Linked DNA regions of Canis lupus: region 1 is linked to region 2. Evidence: chromatin contacts called from public Hi-C data. All regions are on one chromosome and are shown on one strand. Each heading gives the region's core, a stretch centred on a gene start, on an enhancer-like site or on the middle of the called end of the contact. The rest is flanking DNA. Distances are from core to core; before and after follow the strand shown. Region 1 holds the start of EFHB (EF-hand domain-containing family member B). Region 2 holds the start of SGO1 (shugoshin 1).

Region 1 (4,025 bases), core at 652-3,151, 190 kb after region 2:
ACAAACTTTTGACTTAAGACTTTACAAATAACACATGGATGGTGAAATTTATAAATTATTAGGAATTCCCCATTTCATTGTTCTAGGATATTGCTTCCTCATTTATTTTTTCTACCAATTGAGTCTTTTAATTCACCTCCTTCATGAATACATTCCACAGTATTTTATAGTTTAGTTATAATGGTTGCCTTGAAGAATGCTGCTCTAGTGGCTAGCACCTCTAAGCTTCACTGGCGATTTGGGAGAGACTGATATGCCACAGTAAAGCTTTGCTCTTGGTGCTGACACTCATAATATGGCTGTGCTTTTTTCCCTAACTCTAGGTAACTAAGGAGGACTGATAATTGCATGTATTTTAGTGTCAAATGCAGAATCCTATTGACAGAATTTGTTAAGGCAACTACAAAGTGGACAGGCCTTACATAAAGTTACAGACTTGTACAAAGCCCTTAGTGCTTCCCTTGTTCTCAAATCTCTAAATACCACTCAGAAATCCCTAGCACCTTGCGTCTATCATCCCCAGGACTCTTACCCTATATCTTCTACCTTCTCTTCCAGGAAATAGTTGAAGAGTGAATCAAAGATGGTAATGACTGGTAACGTGTTCTTTTAACTGGGACTATCTGAGACAAACCTAAGGTAATTCTAATGTAAGGATTTGTAGGCATGGTGGCAAGGCAATGAGAAGACAACAGGACCTTGAGCTAGTCATGTTTAAAAAGTTTGTGTCTTTGCAGAGCTTAATACAAGCCTCAGTCCAAAGTTACCTACTTAAGGGACTTCTAAGCCTACCAATTCTAAAGTAGTGCCCCTTCATATCAAAGTATTGCTTTCTCCATTACACTTGTCACTGTGAAACGATCTTATTTATTGGTTTAGTGGATGGTTATCCCCACTAGAGTATAAGTTCCAAGAAATAGGGATTACCTTATATTTCATTATATTCCTAGCACTGACACAAAGTAGGTACTCAATAGTTATTTGTAAAATGAAAGAATTGAATGCTTATACATACAGACATACCTTCATTTACATGCTATCCAGTCACTTAAAATGCTTAGGGGGAGAAGAATATTTATATTAAGTATCTGAGAGTGACAATATACAATTTTTTTCAAATGTGAATAATATGTCCTAAACATTTTTTTTAAAGTTTTTCATAGAGTTTCTAAAAGACTAGAATCCTGTAAATTCTATTCAGATTCTAAGCTAAGTGTTTTGTATCCCCTATATGTGTGGAACATGGCAAGTACTCTCCAAATACACTTTCATTAAAACCTTATAAAAAGAGGGTGCTTGGCCGGCTCAGACTGAAGAGCGTGCAACTCTTGACTTCAGGGTCGTGAGTTCAAGCCCTACACTGGGTGAAGAGAATACTTAAATAAATAAACTTAAAACCTAACAAAGGTGTAACCCCAATTTAAAGAAAATCCTATGCTTAAAATGAGTTTGCCACAATATTTTAAAAAGTCAGTATGTGTTGTGTAACACATTCAAATTTTAATATATTTAAATACTTTTTAAAGGCTAGTTATTAAAATGTAAATATTCTCAAAGACTTTGTTTCTGTTCCACAGGTACCAAATATAATCACGGAATTTAAAGTAGTTCTTTAGGCTAAAAGAACTACATGCAGTATGCATGTACTTGCACAAAGAAGGACCTAAAATTGATGGTCACCACCAGAAAAATGACTACTTATTCCCTGATCGCCAGTACAATTAATAGGCCAACGGCCCCGAGGAAGCCCATGGCTAAATTCATCCCAGGGGAATTGAGTTGCTTGCTAAACCAAAGAGAAGATGGTGAGCATAGTGCCCAAGACCACGTCCTTTAAGTTTCTTGCCCTCCAGATCTAGTAAGGAAGCTGGCAGAAAACACAAGAGAGGGAAGGAAGGAGAGAAAGTAGGAGCGGGAGAGAAAGGAGAGGGAGAGGGAAAGAAACGGAGCGAGCCCCAGTGGGAGAAATGGGCGGGGACCTGCCTGGAGAAACAATTGCGCGCCAAGCCACGCCCCCGTTTCCTAGGTAACCGGGTAAACAGACTTTCATCGGCTTTCCTCGGTGAACTCCGCTAGGTGTAAATTAGTAGGCAGGAAGCTGTGGGCAGGGAGTCCGAGTGGAGATGTGTTCTTTTGTGAGACTGGGGTCCCCTAAAGGGTTGAAGCACCACAAGATATTAGGAACTTCCCTTGAGCCAGTTACAGCTTTTCCTTTAGAGATGAGTGACGTTAAAGGAATGAGGGTGTCAGAGAGGAAATCTCCTCGGAGCATGGAGGTTGGGCTCACCCACGAAGGAAAGGATGACTTAGGAGAGACGGGGGTCCTTATGGGAGCAAGATCTCCCATAAGGGAGTTAGGGTTCAGAGTGGGATTAGGAAAAGAAGATTCCTCATGCAGGGAGAGCCTCCTGGTTGGTAACAAATTTGAAGAAAGGATAACATCACCAGAAACAAAATTTCCATTGGGGATGGAGCTTGAAATGAAATTAAAAAGACAGAATCTTTCTGGAACCCTCCCGGAGAGGAGTAATTTAGGAGTCTATGGGGTCTCAGCCTCCCAGGAAACAAAATCTTCTCCAGGTATGTTGCCAGGAAGAAAGGGTGTAGAGAATGAGTATCTTATGGCAGGATGTTCTGGAAGGATAATACAGCCTCACTTGGGCATGGTATGTGAAAATCCACAGACTCTAAGGAGCAGGAAAGGTTCTGTGGCTGGTTCCTCTGAAGGGTTAAGGGCTTCACTGGAGATGCAGCCTACTTTGGATATGGAACCTAGACAGGAACTGGAAAAAGAGACTTGTGTGGTGGTGAAGCCCAGTGCAGAGATGAAGCCTCCTGTGGATGTGGAGGTGGACACTGGTCTACCCAAACTAGAAGAGCCAGATGAAACAGGGCCCCAAATAGGTTTGGTGATAGAACCTACTGAGAGCCAGTTTGCCCAACAACCTGAGGAGAGAAAGGAGGCTGAAAACACTGAACCAGGAGTGGAGCCTCCAGATCGCATCAGACCGGTATACTCTGGGAAATTTTTTGATCGGATGCCTTGCTGGCCAAGTGTAAGTGGTTTTTTTTTTTTTTTTTTTTTTTTTTCCTAGTACTTTCCCAGGATCTATGTATATCCATGTCTTAATCAAAATGATAAACTGATGAGTTTGGATTCATGGAGTCAAAAGTTTCCCTGAGCTTCTGATATTCCTTGTCCCATTGGATTCTTTCCAGCTTTCACTTTGTCTGATTTCATCTCATTCTTTGCCTCCCTTCCTAGATTTCAGCTTTGTGTTCTATGCACACCAGTGGTTCCTCTTGATTTCTCCTGCCTTTCTCCTTTGACCTTCATTTTATTTCTTAATCTGCATTTTCTCAACCCTCTCACCAAGATACATATTGCATCCTAATTGTCATATAATGAAGAAAAAAAGGAAAAAAAATTCCCCATTCATTATTTATTCTGTGAGTTACTCCTTTCAGCAAAGACTTGTGGTGGTGGTGCTGTTGCCCGTTTTGCTAGATACAATATAAAACAAAAAAATATATATATTATCCATATACTCTAGGTTGAGGCACTCATTCCAATGTTAGAGACAGATAACTAAAAACTGTTATATAGGTGTTCAAATGAATAGAAAACAAATGTGATAATTTCTTAATAGAAATGTACTCTAAGCACAGAACTCAGTGGAAAGATTGGGCAGCTCTGTTTGAAGGAATTGGAAAAGGCTTTGCAGAGGAAGAAATATTTGAGCTAATTTAGAAATATTTGGGCTCATTTGAACTAATATGTCAGATGAAAAAAAAGTTTGGAGTGTTTTTGGCAAAGAAAGGCAGAGAACATAACCAAAATTAAGAAGAAATATAAGCAATTCTTTTTATTCAGCATGGTGTTGATACAAATGAAAAATACACAGAAGAAATCTAAACATCCAAAATATAAGAGTAAAACATATGGAAACAGAAGTAATGATGGATAAAATTTGCCTTTCGGAAAGATAATTCTGATATCAGTAGTAACAATGGATTAGAAGGGG
Region 2 (3,767 bases), core at 1,064-3,563:
TAAGAGAGCCAGAGTCAAGGGGGGGGAGGGGCAGAGACAGAGGAGAGAATGAGAATCCCAGGCTGACTCCACCTGCTCAGCGCAGAGCCCCAGGCTGGAGCTCTTTCACACAACCTGAGATTGTGACCCAAGTCAAAATCAAGAGTTCTCAGCTTAACCAACTATGCCATCCGGGCACTCCACACCTCTGCATATTCTTTAGATAAGTGAGCCTAGCAAGTCTTTTGGACCACCTCAACTGATACGCATGAACTGCAACTTCTTGGTTATGATGCCTTGCAATGTTTCTCATTTCTGGCTACAAATTTTCCACTGTGGCCAGGATGTCCTCCTGCTGGTAGGTCCATGACTGCCTGACTCTGCTGTGCAGGGTTATGACCGTGACGCCCGCAGACCTACCAGGGCAGTGTGCAAACCGAGTAGCATCTCCTCCCCACCCTGCACCTGTGCCAATCTTGCCAGGGCCACTGCCCACACCTACAGAACAGAGTGATTAATGTCATCAGTTGAGGTTGGTGTAAGTGGCAGGCCCCATACCCTGAGCTGCAGTGCAAGCAGCAGCTGTACTGTACCTACCACTAAGCCTTTCTTGATGCTTCTGCACATATAAGCCACACCCCAGGAATAATGGAAGTGATCCCGCTCATAACACTTGGAGAACAAGTTGTTGGCTAAAGACAGATGTTCTGATCTCTTCCATCAAGCCAAGAAGGCATGAGGGTGAGGTCTAGACAAGACTGAGGATGTGGGGGCACCTGGGTGGCTCAGCTACTTAGCATCTGCCTTTGGCCCAGGGTGTGATCTCGGGGTCCTGGCATCGAGTCCCACATTGGGCTCCCTGCATGGAGCCTGCTTCTCCCTCTGCCTATGTTTCTGCCTCTGTCTCTCTTGTGAATGAATGAATGAATGAATGAATGAATAAATAAATAAATAAATAAAATCCTTTAAATAAAGAATAAGGATGTAAATGTTATCTAAAAAACAAATTTCATGATGAATTGAATGCCTAAATTCAGAACAACTGCTTACATTTCATTTACTCATTCTTTTATTGTCTCGGTGAATACTTACTAATGGCAAATTGCTAAGTAGATGCTGAATATTTAACTACATACAGGCACATATAGTTTCTACCTTTATGCAAATTGAATAAACAGACAATGAATGATAAGTCAAGGCCACAAGGGGTACGAAAGGAAAAGTAGGAAAAGTGCGTGCACGGCACCAAGGATGAACAAAGCAGGCTGATTAAGGAGGCTTTAGGGGCAGATAAGGCTTTCTGGAAAAATTTCACCTCTACAATAAGACCTGCAGCATGAATACGACGAAGGCAACCCCGGTAAAGGAAAGACTGCTCTTGACAAACAAACAAACAAAAAACCCAGCATGGGCAAAAAGTAGCAAGACGAGTTACAAGGCAATGAAATTCAGAAGTGAAAGTAGAAACCATAGGGCTCTCTAAAGCCCAAAGATCTTTGGGAGTTTGAACTCGATCTTAAACGCAGTGAAGAGCCACTTAAGAGTTTCGCACTCCATCATATTTGCTTTATCAAAATATCACTCTGTGAGGAACAAAAGGGAGTGGAGGCTGCGGTCAGAGTAGGTACCGCTACAGTTCACAGAAAGGGAGGAGGAATCCGGCCGGATTGGGGTATGGAAAATTGTGGGGTTTGCACGTGAAAAAAAAAAAAAAAAAGTTAAAAGGCAGAACTGACCGGACGGGTGATCGACGGGGCATGGAAAGGCTGGGGGAGAGTTTAAAAATCAATAAGGAAAATTTCCCAGGCTGCTGAGGCGGTCAGTAGCCATGTGGATGCTCGCGCTGAAGAGCCACAGGCAGCCAGACGAAGAACCCGGCGCTGAATATTTCAGGTATCTGGAACTTCCCTAATAACGTCCCGTTAATCCGAAATTCGCTTCCTACTTTGGCTTTCATATCCCTCCCAGATGCCTCTCTTCAGCAGGCCGACCGCTTCGGCGGGCAAACCACTCTGGAGATTCTCCTCACAAGAGGGAGCCCGCGAGCACGATCTCCAAGACGGGGAAACCGCAAAACTAAAGTGAACAGGAAGCTCGTCGAACGCTCCGAAATACCCACCCTTCACGATCTCCCGGCGGCTCCGCCCCTAAAAGCCAACGACTGCGCGCAGAAAAGCGCCCCCAGGCCGACGCGCTGACTGGAGACTCCGCCCTCCAGAGGCCGGGGAGCTGCAGACGCCGGATGTGGAGGCTCGGGTCGGGTCACGTGGGCAGCCCGGCGGGGCGGGGCGGGGCGGGGCGGGGCTCTGCCGCGTCCCTGGCGGCGCCGGCGCCTCACGTGACCGCCCGTCCGCCGCCCAATGGGGGAGCGCGGCGGAGAATTTCGAATGTGCTCGCGTTAGCTGGCGGGCGACCCGCTGGCGGAGCCTAGGGCTGGAGGGTCCGAAGCTCGGGATACCCCGGCAGGACGGCCTCGCGGAACTCTGGGATGCAAGGAGGGCGACAGCTGCGGCACAGGTGGTGACCAAGGTACTGTTTGGGACGTACCTGCGGGAGGAGGATTTCCGGGCCTTCTCCGGGCGACACCCCCACGTCCGCTTCGCGGGAGCCTCTCCGAGAAAGAGGAGGCCGCGGGTCTTCCAGGTGTGGAACGGGGGTGTTGTGGCCCCCGTGCCTCTTCCTCCAGGGATCTCTCTGTCGTTCTGAGTTCGGTGTGGGGGCCGTGGAGTCGGGTTGACCCGGTGCCTTTCTCTGCTCACCCACCCGGCCTGAGCCTTCCCACGCCCCCGTTTACTCTGGTTAAATACACGGGTACGCTAACTTTCCGCCTTGCAGGATTTTGTGGATTCGGTGATGTGTAGAGGCATCCATGGCACCTCCAAAAGCCGCGCTTAACGTAAGGGCACACAAACTGGCAGCTCTTTGTGCGGCGCGATTCCGTCGGTGTCCTTGTTTTGCTGTTTCGGTCACCCTTGATCGCTGCCCTACCTGGCTGCCGCGTTCCGCAGCAGGAATGCTGAAAGAATGATGGCGGAGATCAAATATTCTAGCTTCTTCTGAATCTAGACCCCTCACCCGAATACAGACGGACTCGTCCTGCGCTGTGACCTGTTTCATGCGTTGTCTCCACCGTACCCCATGTTAATGGGCTAGACAGGGAACTTTGGGTACACCAAATCTCTTCTGTGATTTTAAGTTGCTTGAAGGGAATCACGAAAGATATTTAGGTAAGGCTTTGCTAAACTAACTTGATCGGTCACTTAATCTGTATGGCTATCAAACATCTCCGATTAGAACTTCAAAAACTCCATTGTGGGGACGCCTGGGTGGCTCAGTGGTTGAGCATCTGCCTTTGGCCCAAGTCGTGACCCTGGGATCGAGTCCCGCATCAGGCCACCCGGGAGCCTGCTTCTCCCTCAGCCTATGTCTCTGCCTCTCTCTCTGTCTCTAATGAATTAAAAAAAAAAAAAAAAAAAAAGAAGAAGAAAGAAAAGAGAAAGAGAGAAAGAAAGAAGAAAGAAAGAAAGAAAGAAAGAAAGAAAGAAAGAAAGAAAGAAAGAAAGAAAAATTCCATTGTGATACATTGTTTTGTACAACTTAACGTTAGTGCTTTAAAAAAAATAGTTGTGCTTGCTTTACCAGAAACATCTCAGTATGTGTTGTGCCTCCACTGTCAGAAAATAATAAATGAGATCTACATATCTATAGTTAATACCTCCAGACACTGTATAGAGGAAAATAAGTAAGGTCTGGAGAAGATATCTGAGAAAAGATAAGGTACAGTAAAA

Evidence for each region. A called contact is a pair of places that touch in the nucleus more often than the background predicts.
Region 1: a contact with region 2 is called in a Hi-C map of blood, with 2.4 times the contacts expected there. The contact joins the promoter of EFHB here to the promoter of SGO1 in region 2. A contact is called at or near these places in 3 of 9 Hi-C or Micro-C datasets (amygdala and blood).

What each region holds. Positions count from the first base shown.
Region 1 is chr23:23,846,043-23,850,067 of UU_Cfam_GSD_1.0, forward strand. It overlaps EFHB (EF-hand domain-containing family member B), which reads left to right and starts at 1,902. Exons shown (of 12, transcript XM_038570733.1): 1 at 1,902-3,056. The coding sequence starts at 2,124.
Region 2 is chr23:23,651,409-23,655,175 of UU_Cfam_GSD_1.0, forward strand. SGO1 (shugoshin 1) reads left to right here and starts at 2,314. Exons shown (of 8, transcript XM_038570730.1): 1 at 2,314-2,508.